Regions from separate parts of the Mus musculus genome. Here region 1 is linked to region 2. A link is a contact called in public ChIA-PET data. All regions are on one chromosome and are shown on one strand. The core of a region is the stretch at or near the end of the contact, and the rest is flanking DNA. Distances in the headings are between cores, read along the strand shown.

Evidence for each region. ChIA-PET counts read pairs in DNA pulled down with a chosen protein or histone mark.
Region 1: an RNA polymerase II ChIA-PET map of effector CD8 T cells shows a contact between it and region 2, with 23 read pairs. The contact joins two enhancer-like sites. A contact is called at or near these places in 2 of 15 datasets of contacts at CTCF or cohesin (CD8 T cells and pro-B cells), 52 of 484 Hi-C or Micro-C datasets (3T3-L1-derived adipocytes, the AML12 cell line, B cells and 38 more), 9 of 115 datasets of contacts at active chromatin or transcription factors (the 230-238 cell line, CD8 T cells, the HPC-7 cell line and 6 more) and 5 of 9 other capture datasets (adipose tissue, bone marrow-derived macrophages, embryonic stem cells and 2 more).

The regions. Positions count from the first base shown.
Region 1 is chr1:52,762,803-52,767,087 of GRCm38.p6, reverse strand. No RefSeq gene overlaps it. Among named protein-coding and RNA genes, the nearest start is that of Mfsd6, 38 kb to the right of the region's middle. Within about 2 kb of position 2,832, at least 112 of the 459 cell types and tissues checked have an H3K27ac peak or open chromatin away from gene starts, as enhancers often do. A contact at or near this core is called in CD8 T cells, the G1E-ER4 cell line, the HPC-7 cell line and 9 more, where this site is marked.
Region 2 is chr1:52,651,826-52,656,519 of GRCm38.p6, reverse strand. It overlaps Nemp2 (nuclear envelope integral membrane protein 2), which reads right to left. Exons shown (of 9, transcript NM_001142647.1): 9 at 4,601-4,694. It also overlaps a transcript of Mfsd6 not described here. Among named protein-coding and RNA genes, the nearest start is that of Nemp2, 23 kb to the right of the region's middle. Within about 2 kb of position 2,974, at least 79 of the 459 cell types and tissues checked have an H3K27ac peak or open chromatin away from gene starts, as enhancers often do. A contact at or near this core is called in CD8 T cells, the G1E-ER4 cell line, the HPC-7 cell line and 9 more, where this site is marked.

The DNA.
Region 1 (4,285 bases), core at 1,583-4,082, 110 kb before region 2:
TGGTTTTGATGTTTTTCTCAGACAATTATAAGCTATGTTGGGGGTCTGTGTCCTTCCAATGCTGCCTTCTACTCCTACAGGGTAGCACATATGTGTTGTAGTGCTGTACGTGTAAGACTTTGCTTTTCACCATGGTGTCACTGTTGTCCATAGTTATGGAATGGTGTCAGTAAGTACTAACAGCTGTTTGTAATGTTTATGCTAGATGCCATTGGTTTCCACTGTTTTATGTCTGGGAATTTTTTAGTTCTAATACCATAGTCCCAGGCCGGTTGCTGTACCATGGTAAATTAGGGAATTCTGCTATGCATAGCCAATTTGTTGTGTTCCATTTCTGTATTAAAGTTTCATCTAGTTTTGCTTTCATGGAATTGGGGCATCTGTTCCCATATGGCTTGCTCGAAGATAGCATCCATTGGATGGAGCACAGGGTCCTCATTGAAGGAACTAGAGAAAGTACCCAAGGAGCTGAAGGGGTTTGCAGCCCTATAGGAGGAAAATCAGTATGAACTAACCAGAACCCCCGGAACTCCCTGGGACTAAACCACCAATCAAAGAAAACACATGGTGGGACTTGGGTCTCTAGCTGCATATGTAGCAGAGAATGGCCTAGTCGATCATCAGTGGGAGGAGAGGCCCTTGGTCCTGTGAAGGTTCTGTGCCCCAGTACAGGGGAATGCCAGGGTCAGGAATCAGAAGTGGATGGGTTGGGGAACAGGGGGTTGGGAGAGGGGAGAGGGGGATTTTTGGAGAGGAAACTAGGAAAAGGGATTACATTTGAAATGTAAATTAAAAAAAATATCTCATTAAAAAAAAAGATAGAAAAAGATAGCATCTCTGATGATAGGGGCCAGGATTGAACAGGTGTACTTGGGCAGTGTGTCCAATTCATTGGGGAGTTGTAGGGTTAAAGGTGTTGGCTCCTCGTATCAGCACTGTCAGACCAGGAGGAGCCCCTTTGGTCAGGTCTAATAAACTGGTTCTTCCCCACAAAGGTAACTTCTGGCCTAAGAGAACAGTTTGGTCAGCTTCCCAAGGCTTTCACAACTCAGGCAGTGACCAGAAAAGCTACAGATTTGCTAAGTAACTTTCCTATGTAAATAACCCGGGCTTTCTTTGCTGTCACCCATTTAACTCCTCCTACCTTGGCCTCAGGCCAGTGCTTGGAAATTTCCCCGGGTTTGAGGTGCATTTGACTCTGGCCTAAGATTCCGCTACCATGGTTTGTCCAGGCCTAAGTTCTTTACTGGATCTCTGACCTCTGCGATGTGGCAGGCTCAGCCTGTCCTTTGGAGGAAATCTCAGAGAGATGACCTTTGCTAAATTTTCTTTGGTCCCAGGGAGTGTTTCCTTCTGGAACATCTTATTGTAAGGCCTGAATATGAACTTTAAGAATATGGATGGGCTGGGGAGGAGATGACTCAGTGGTTAAGAGCACTGACTGCTCTTCCAGAGTTCCTAAGTTCAATTCCCAGCAATCACAAGGTGGCTCACAACTATCTGTAATGGGATCCGAAGCCAACTTCTACTGTGTCTGAACACAGAAACTTTTGTGGGAAGCACATCCAGTGTTAACTTTGGCTAATTTCTTGCTTGTGATTAATAATGAATGAGTCAGCCGTCAGCTGTCTTTGTTTTTACTTAAGATGTGTGTTTTATTCTGCCAAGTTCCTCTCCTTACACATATGTCCTTGAGAGACTGTCCAAGCCTGAAGGAAATGGCCTTGGTCAAACATAGATACTGTGTACCATAAACTCGCCATGTAAGCATTTGTGGTTATTGCTTAACTTTCTGGAATTGGTCATGCTTTCTGTTGCTTGCCTTTAAAAGACACTGAGAGAATATACTGGGTGCTAACATTCTGTCTAAGGTCTGCCTCACAGTTACCTGGCAGGTATGCCTGACTCACTATAAAAGGGGCTGCTTGCCCCTTCCCTGCTCTCTTGTTCCCTTGCTCCTCTCTGGTTCCCTTCCATTCCTTTCCCCCATTCCCTTGCCCCCTCTTTCTCCATGTGCTTATAGCAGGCCTCTACTCCTCTACTCTCCCTCCCTCCCTCCCTCCCTCCCTCCCTCCCTCCCTCCCTCCCTCCCTCCCTCCCTTTCTCTGCCTCGACTACCCTCTTAATTCCCCTCTCCATTCCCTGAATAAACTCTAGGGGGACCAGGAGGGGGAGTGCCTCAGCATAGGCCTGCGGAGGCATCCACTCCCCCCACACCTCACCACACCTCCATAGAATATATTCCTTCTCTCTTTATCCTTGTATAAACCCAACACTCAGTGCACAGTATTTACTGTTAGCCCTCCCAACCTTTTTCCAATCCTTACTTTCCCAGTCATGGTTTTCCCATTGACTGACCAGCAGGCTCTGGCATGTGGTGCCTAACGAGGGGCTACTACATGAGGCTCAGTGAAGGACACCTCTGGAAGTGGAGCACTTGGAGAAAGAGAAAGTGTTGGCAGTGGTGAATAACTCTCAGGACTAATTAGAGGAGAAACAAGAAAAAAAGGGAAATGGAAATGGCCATATGCTTTTTGTGCAAATTCTTAAGAATATGCTTCACTAAATTAAGGCAACAGCAATTACATAGTTTTTTAGATTTTTCTAGAGGTTTATCCTTGAGTACAATACATTTAGCAACCTGGAAGAAAGTTAGAGAAAGACTTCAAAATTATTATAATGTGCTTGGACTAGGTAAAGTGCCTGTAGATACTTTTAGGGCTAGGAGAGAGAAGTGGGTTTCCTCGAAGAAGAGAGAAAATGAAACTAAGCTGTTCTGGAGGCACTCACTGCACACTGCTGCTGTGGGGGTGAGCCCAGTGGCTGTCAGTCATGAGCCCCAGGAAGGGGGCACTTCCCTTTGGCTCTATTCCTTGCCTGCTGTAGCACCCACCCACCCCTGGAGGGGCAGAGACAGCTGTGGCAGGATGAGGGGAGGGGAATGATGCACAGTGGAGAAGTCCATGGAGAGCAGAGAGCCAAGCCCTGAGTTGCAGGCAGCCAGAGCTCATTCATCTCTGCCCACACGGAAGACAGTGAGTGCCTGCTGTGGACGGCAAAGCTCTGGCACAGGGGAGTTATGAACAGGTAAGCAGTCAGGAGTCCTGGTTTTCACACAGATGGCCCCAAATTTAAGTTATATAAACTAACATACATCACACATGTTAGAAATTATATACATTGAAACATATACATATATAATGTATATTTTATTCACATGTCATCAGAAGATGACCCATCCTTGATAACTACATACATATTCACATTCATGCACACATAAATTATCCATATTAAATATAAATTATAATTCAATGCAATCCCCATCAAAATTCTAACTCAATTCTTCAACGAATTAGAAAGAGCAATATGCAATTCATGTGGAATAACAAAAAGCCTAGGATAGCAAAAACTATTCTCAATGATAAAAGAACCTCTGGGGAAATCACCATGCTTGACCTAAAGCTGTACTACAGAGCAATTGTGGGGAAAAAACTGCATGGTACTGGTATAGTGACAGACAGATAGATCAGTGGAATAGAATTGAAGACCCAGAAATGAACCCACACACCTATGGTCACTTGATCTTTGACAAGGGAGCTAAAACCATCCAGTGGAAAAAAGACAGCATTTTCAACAAATGGTGCTGGCACAACTGGTGGTTATCATGTAGAAGAATGTGAATTGATCCATTCTCATCTCCTTGTACAAAGCTCAAGTCTAAGTGGATCAAGGAACTCCACATAAAACCAGAGACACTGAAACTTATAGAGGAGAAAGTGGGGAAAAGTCTTGAAGATATGGGCACAGGGGAAAAATTCCTGAACAGAACAGCAATGGCTGGTGCTGTAAGATCGAGAATTGACAAATGGGACCTCATGAAACTCCAAAGCTTCTGCAAGGCAAAAGACACCGTCAATAAGACAAAAAGACCACCAACAGACTGGGAAAGGATGTTTACCAATCCTAAATCTGATAGGGAACTAATATCCAATATATACAAAGAACTCAAGACGCTGGACTCCAGAAAATCAAATAACCCCATTAAAAAATGGGGCACAGAACTGAACAAAGAATTCTCAACTGAGGAATACCAAAGGGCTGAGAAACACCTGAAAAAAATGTTCAACCTCCTTAATCATCAGGGAAATGCAAATCAAAACAACCCTGAGATTCCACCTCACACCAGTCAGAATGGCTAAGATCAAAAATTCAGGTGACAGCAGATGCTGGCGAAGATGTGGAGAAAGAGGAACACTTCTCCATTGATGGTGGGATTGCAAGCTTG
Region 2 (4,694 bases), core at 1,725-4,224:
CCAAACAAGAGAACATCCTCTGCTCTGTAATGAATGACACCAAATTCAATATGCCTTCGTTACAAAATGTTTACTGTGAGCGTCGATCCAACAGTGCAGTAATTTCTAGCCTTTTGAGCTGACACCTTCACGAGTTTGTGGACTTTGTGACTTTTTCTTCCTGTTCTTACAGTGCCATATGTCACTTGAAAAATATTAAAGTGAATTCCAATTAAACTTGATTTGAGAATTTTATAACCTCTCTTGAGATCCTTAGAAATACTCAGGGATGTCAAAGCTGAGGCTAGGAATCACTACCATAGTGATTTGTCCTGCTCCTCTCTGCCTGCAGGAAGTTATGCTACCCTAGAGTTCTGTGTGAACCCAACTTGGCTCGATGCTATTAACTAGACTATTCTTTTTTTTTAATTAGGTATTTTCCTTGTTTACATTTTCAATGCTATCCCAAAGGTCCCCCATACCCACCCCCCCAACCCCTTACCCACCCACTCCCCCTTTTTGGCCCTGGCGTTCCCCTGTACTGGGGCATATAAAGTTTGCAAGTCCAATGGGCCTCTCTTTGCAGTGATGGCTGACTAGGCCATCTTTTGATACATATGCAGCTAAAGACAAGAGCTCCAGGGTACTGGTTAGTTCATATTGTTGTTCCACCTATAGGGTTGCAGTTCCCTTTAGCTCCTTGGGTACTTTCTCTAGCTCCTCCATTGGGAGCCCTGTGATCCATCCATTAGCTGACTGTGATCATCCACTTCTGTATTTGCTAGGCCCCGGCATAGTCTCACAAGAGAGAGCTATATCTGGGTCCTTTTAGCAAAATTTTGCTAGTGTGTGCAATGGTGTCAGCGTTTGGAAGCTGATTATGGGATGGATCCCTGCATATGGCAATCACTAGATGGTCCATCTTTTTTGTCACAGCTCCAAATTTTGTCTCTGTAACTAGACTATTCTTAAAGCAGAGTAATAGTACATGCCAAAGGCCAGCACAGCTCAAGAGCCAGAGTCATAGGACAGTGCTACTTTATCGTCCTAGTGAGCTTGCAGTGGCAGGAAGTTGCAGTGGCAGGAAGTTGCAGTGGCAGGAAGTTGCAGTGGCAGGAAGTTGCAGTGGCAGAAAGCAGGCAGGTGGCTAGCACTCCCGGGGATTTGCAGCTTGCTCATGGGACTCCTAAGCAATATGCCTCTCGGCATATCAGTTAAGTAGAGCAGCTGCAAAAGGGGAAGTTCATCCATGGTTAGGTCATTTGTTTTTCAAAAGCCCTACCTGGTATACATAACCTTCCCCATTGAAAATATGAGGATTCTTAAGCGAATAGGGCCTAAGTTATGGGATCATGGTCAGAGCCAGGACACAGACTCAACTCTTGCTAACACCAGAGCCCTGCCTACCACCTTCCCATCCTAGTGGGAGGGAAAGCGTCCACGGTGGTACAAGACATAAATAGCCAAGCCATGAGTTCTGTGTGCCTGAAACCTATGTGTGTTTGTTTCTATTCTTGATTTCTAGACATTCTCTAAAACCTTAAATCAGCATCCCAAGCAATAGCCTTACCAATAAAACGTCCTGACAAGATTGTAGGCTACTTTTGTTGTCCCAGTATGAGTGCTATGGGCTGCTTGTGACTCTTACAGTGGATATGTACCTACTGTGTCTCTGAGGATTTCTATCTTTTTTTGTTTGGTTGGTTGGCTTTATTGTTTGTAGAACATGATTTTAGTATTTTCAACTGTTAATATTCAACAAACAGAATCATTTTAAGATATATTTTGTTGTATTTCATTTCTGATTTTATTAATTTAGATACTGTCTTTGTGCCCTCTGGTTAGTCTGGCTAAGGGTTTATCTACCTTGTTGATTTTTCTCAAAAAAACAGCTTCTGATTTTGATTCTCTGTAGAGTTGGTTTTGTTTCTACTTGGTTGATTTCAGCCCTGAGTTTGATTATTTCCTGCCATCTACTCCTCTAGGGTGTATTTGCTTCTTTTTGTTCTAGAGCTTTCAGGTGTGCTGTCAAGCTCCTGTAAGCTCTCTCCAATTTCTTTTGGGAGAACTTAGAGCTATGAGTTTTCCTCTTACAACTGCTTTCCTTGTGTCCCATAAATTTTGGTATGATGTGTCTTCATTTTCATTAAATTCTAAAAAGCGTTTCATTTTTTTTCTTTTTTTCTTCCTTGACTGAGTTATCATTGTGTAGAGCATTGTTCAGCTTCCACGTGTATGTGTGCTTTCTGTTGTTTTTATTGATATTTAAGACCAGCCTTAGTCTGTGGTGATCTGATAGTGTGCATGGAATAATTTCAATCTTCTTGTATCTGTTGAGGCCTGTTTTGTGACTGATTATATGGTCAGTTTTGGAGAAGGTACCATGAGGTGCTGAGAAGAAGGTATATTCTTTTGCTTTAGGATGAAATGTTCTATAGATATTGTTAGATCCGTTTGGTTAATAAGTTCTGTTAGTGTCTCTGTTTAGTTTCTGTTTCCCTGATCTGTCTATTCCTGAAAGTGGGGTGTTGAAGTCTCCCACTATTATTGTATGGGGTACAATGTGTGCTTTGAGCTTTAGTAAAGTTTCTTTTATGAATGTGGGTGCCCTTGCATTTGGACCATAGATATTCAGAATTGAGAGTTCTTCTTGGTTGATTTTTCATTTGACCAGTATAAAGTGTCCTTCCTTATCTTTTTTGATAACTTTTGGTTGAAAGTTGATTTTATTGGATATTAGAATGGCTACTCCAGCTTGTTTCTTGGGACCACTTGCTTAGAAAAATGTTTTCCAACCTTTTACTCTGAGGTAGTCTCTGTCTTTGTCACTGAGGTACATTTCCTGTATGCAGCAAAATGCTGGGTCCTGTTTACGTAGCCAGTCTGTTAATCAATGTCTTTCTATTGGGGAACTGAGTCCACTGATGTTAAGAGATGTTAAGGAAAAGTGATTGTTACTTCCTGTTATTTTTGTGGGTTTCTATCTTTAAACCACTTCCTGTGATGCAAACTGTCATGCAAGACATCACTTATGGGAAGTCTGGGGGCCTTTACTTCCTTAAGTTCTGCAAGAGCACTTGGATCCAAGTTAGGTGACTCTGTGAAGGTGAGAGTATGATTATGAGAGATGATTACTGGAGAGGGAAAGGGTGATTTCCCATCCAGACATCCTTCAGTGCATTGAGACAAGACACTTAAAACTCTAAACCACTCACGTAGTTTACACAAAAGCTTTAATAACTCCCTGACACAGAACTTCTAAGCCAACGGACATCTGGGAAAGTGATGCTTGTATGAGAACAGGAATTGGGAGGTGAAAGAAAAGTTCTTTTTCAAATCAGAAATCATATAGCTTAGGCAGGGCCAGCTGTGGCTTATAAAAGGGAGCAACTTGCTGCTGTCTGGGAAAATGTGAGCCAGCCCAGGTGAACATCTCATCTGGTTCCCATCTGCCCTGGGCCGCTAACACACTCGCCCTATTGTAGCTCAAGATTAGACCCAGATTTCACAGGGCAGCTTGGAGACTTCATAGTGCTTGGGTCAAGAATGTGGGCCTGGGGCCAGAAGTCTGTCTGGACTGAAGTGTCAGCTTTGCCAGTCACAGTTTATATGGGCCTAAGGCCTCCTGGGTAAAACTGAGGTTTCAGTGAGAGACTTGATAGTACAGAGCCAGGTAAATGTGTCTTCTGAGATAGACTCTGCTGGTTATGTGAGTCTCAGTGCCTTTATCTTCTGCCAGCTGCGATACACTGCAGATTGCCTAATGGGAGACAGGTCTAGAGAATGGAAGTCAGGTATGAGTCAGAGGCTAAACTGGCACCTCATCTATCCATGCAGTGTCACCCAGTGGGGAATCTGTGAAGGTAGCTTGCTCACAGGGTCATCTGAAGACATCTGTCTTGCTGCAGGCTTCATCAGACAAGCATCCCATGTGATTTATGTGTAGGATTCCACTGCAGGTTAGACAGAAAAGCCAATCCAAAAATGACACATCTAATTGTGGGGAATCCCCAAATAGAGGATAATGTGAGATCCTATTTGGGCGGTTATTGATCAGCATCGCCTCTGGATCGTAACTATGTATATGTTCAGATATATTGATACAATCCATCAGATATCCTAAAATCTGTAATCTCTTACATTTCTAGATATTTTTAAAAGACATAAATTCAAATATTTTCCTGTCACATGGACACTCCCCTAAAATTCAGCCCTAAATATTATTGGCAAACTACATAACTAGTTCACAAAGTGTCTTTGTGCTTGTAAACTGTGTTTTAAAACCCTTGAAAACTAGCATTCAAATGATATGATTTTTTAAACCATTTAAGTATAGCCACCTACGCTGCTTCTCACCCACACATTTGGTGTCAAACAGTCCAACTTGCTTCAAACAGGGTGCTGTTGGGAGGCATCTGCTGTAAGCAAGGGCACAACGAGGGTTCTGCTGTGTGTATGTGCATGTCTGCGAAGGTGTGAAACATAGCTGCCATTGAAGGACAGTCAGTCATTGGCTGCTTCAGAAAGAGGAGGAAGGTCAGAAGGGAAGGACTGTACACTGCTTGGTGGGCATTAGAAATGTCATTGGTCTTTGTCATACACACTGACTCGGAGCCCAGGGAACATTTCACCAGAAATGTTTTAATTGTTTAGCTTCTCACAGCTCTCACATAGCAATCTGACAGATCCATGATTCTTTCCAGAAATGAACATGA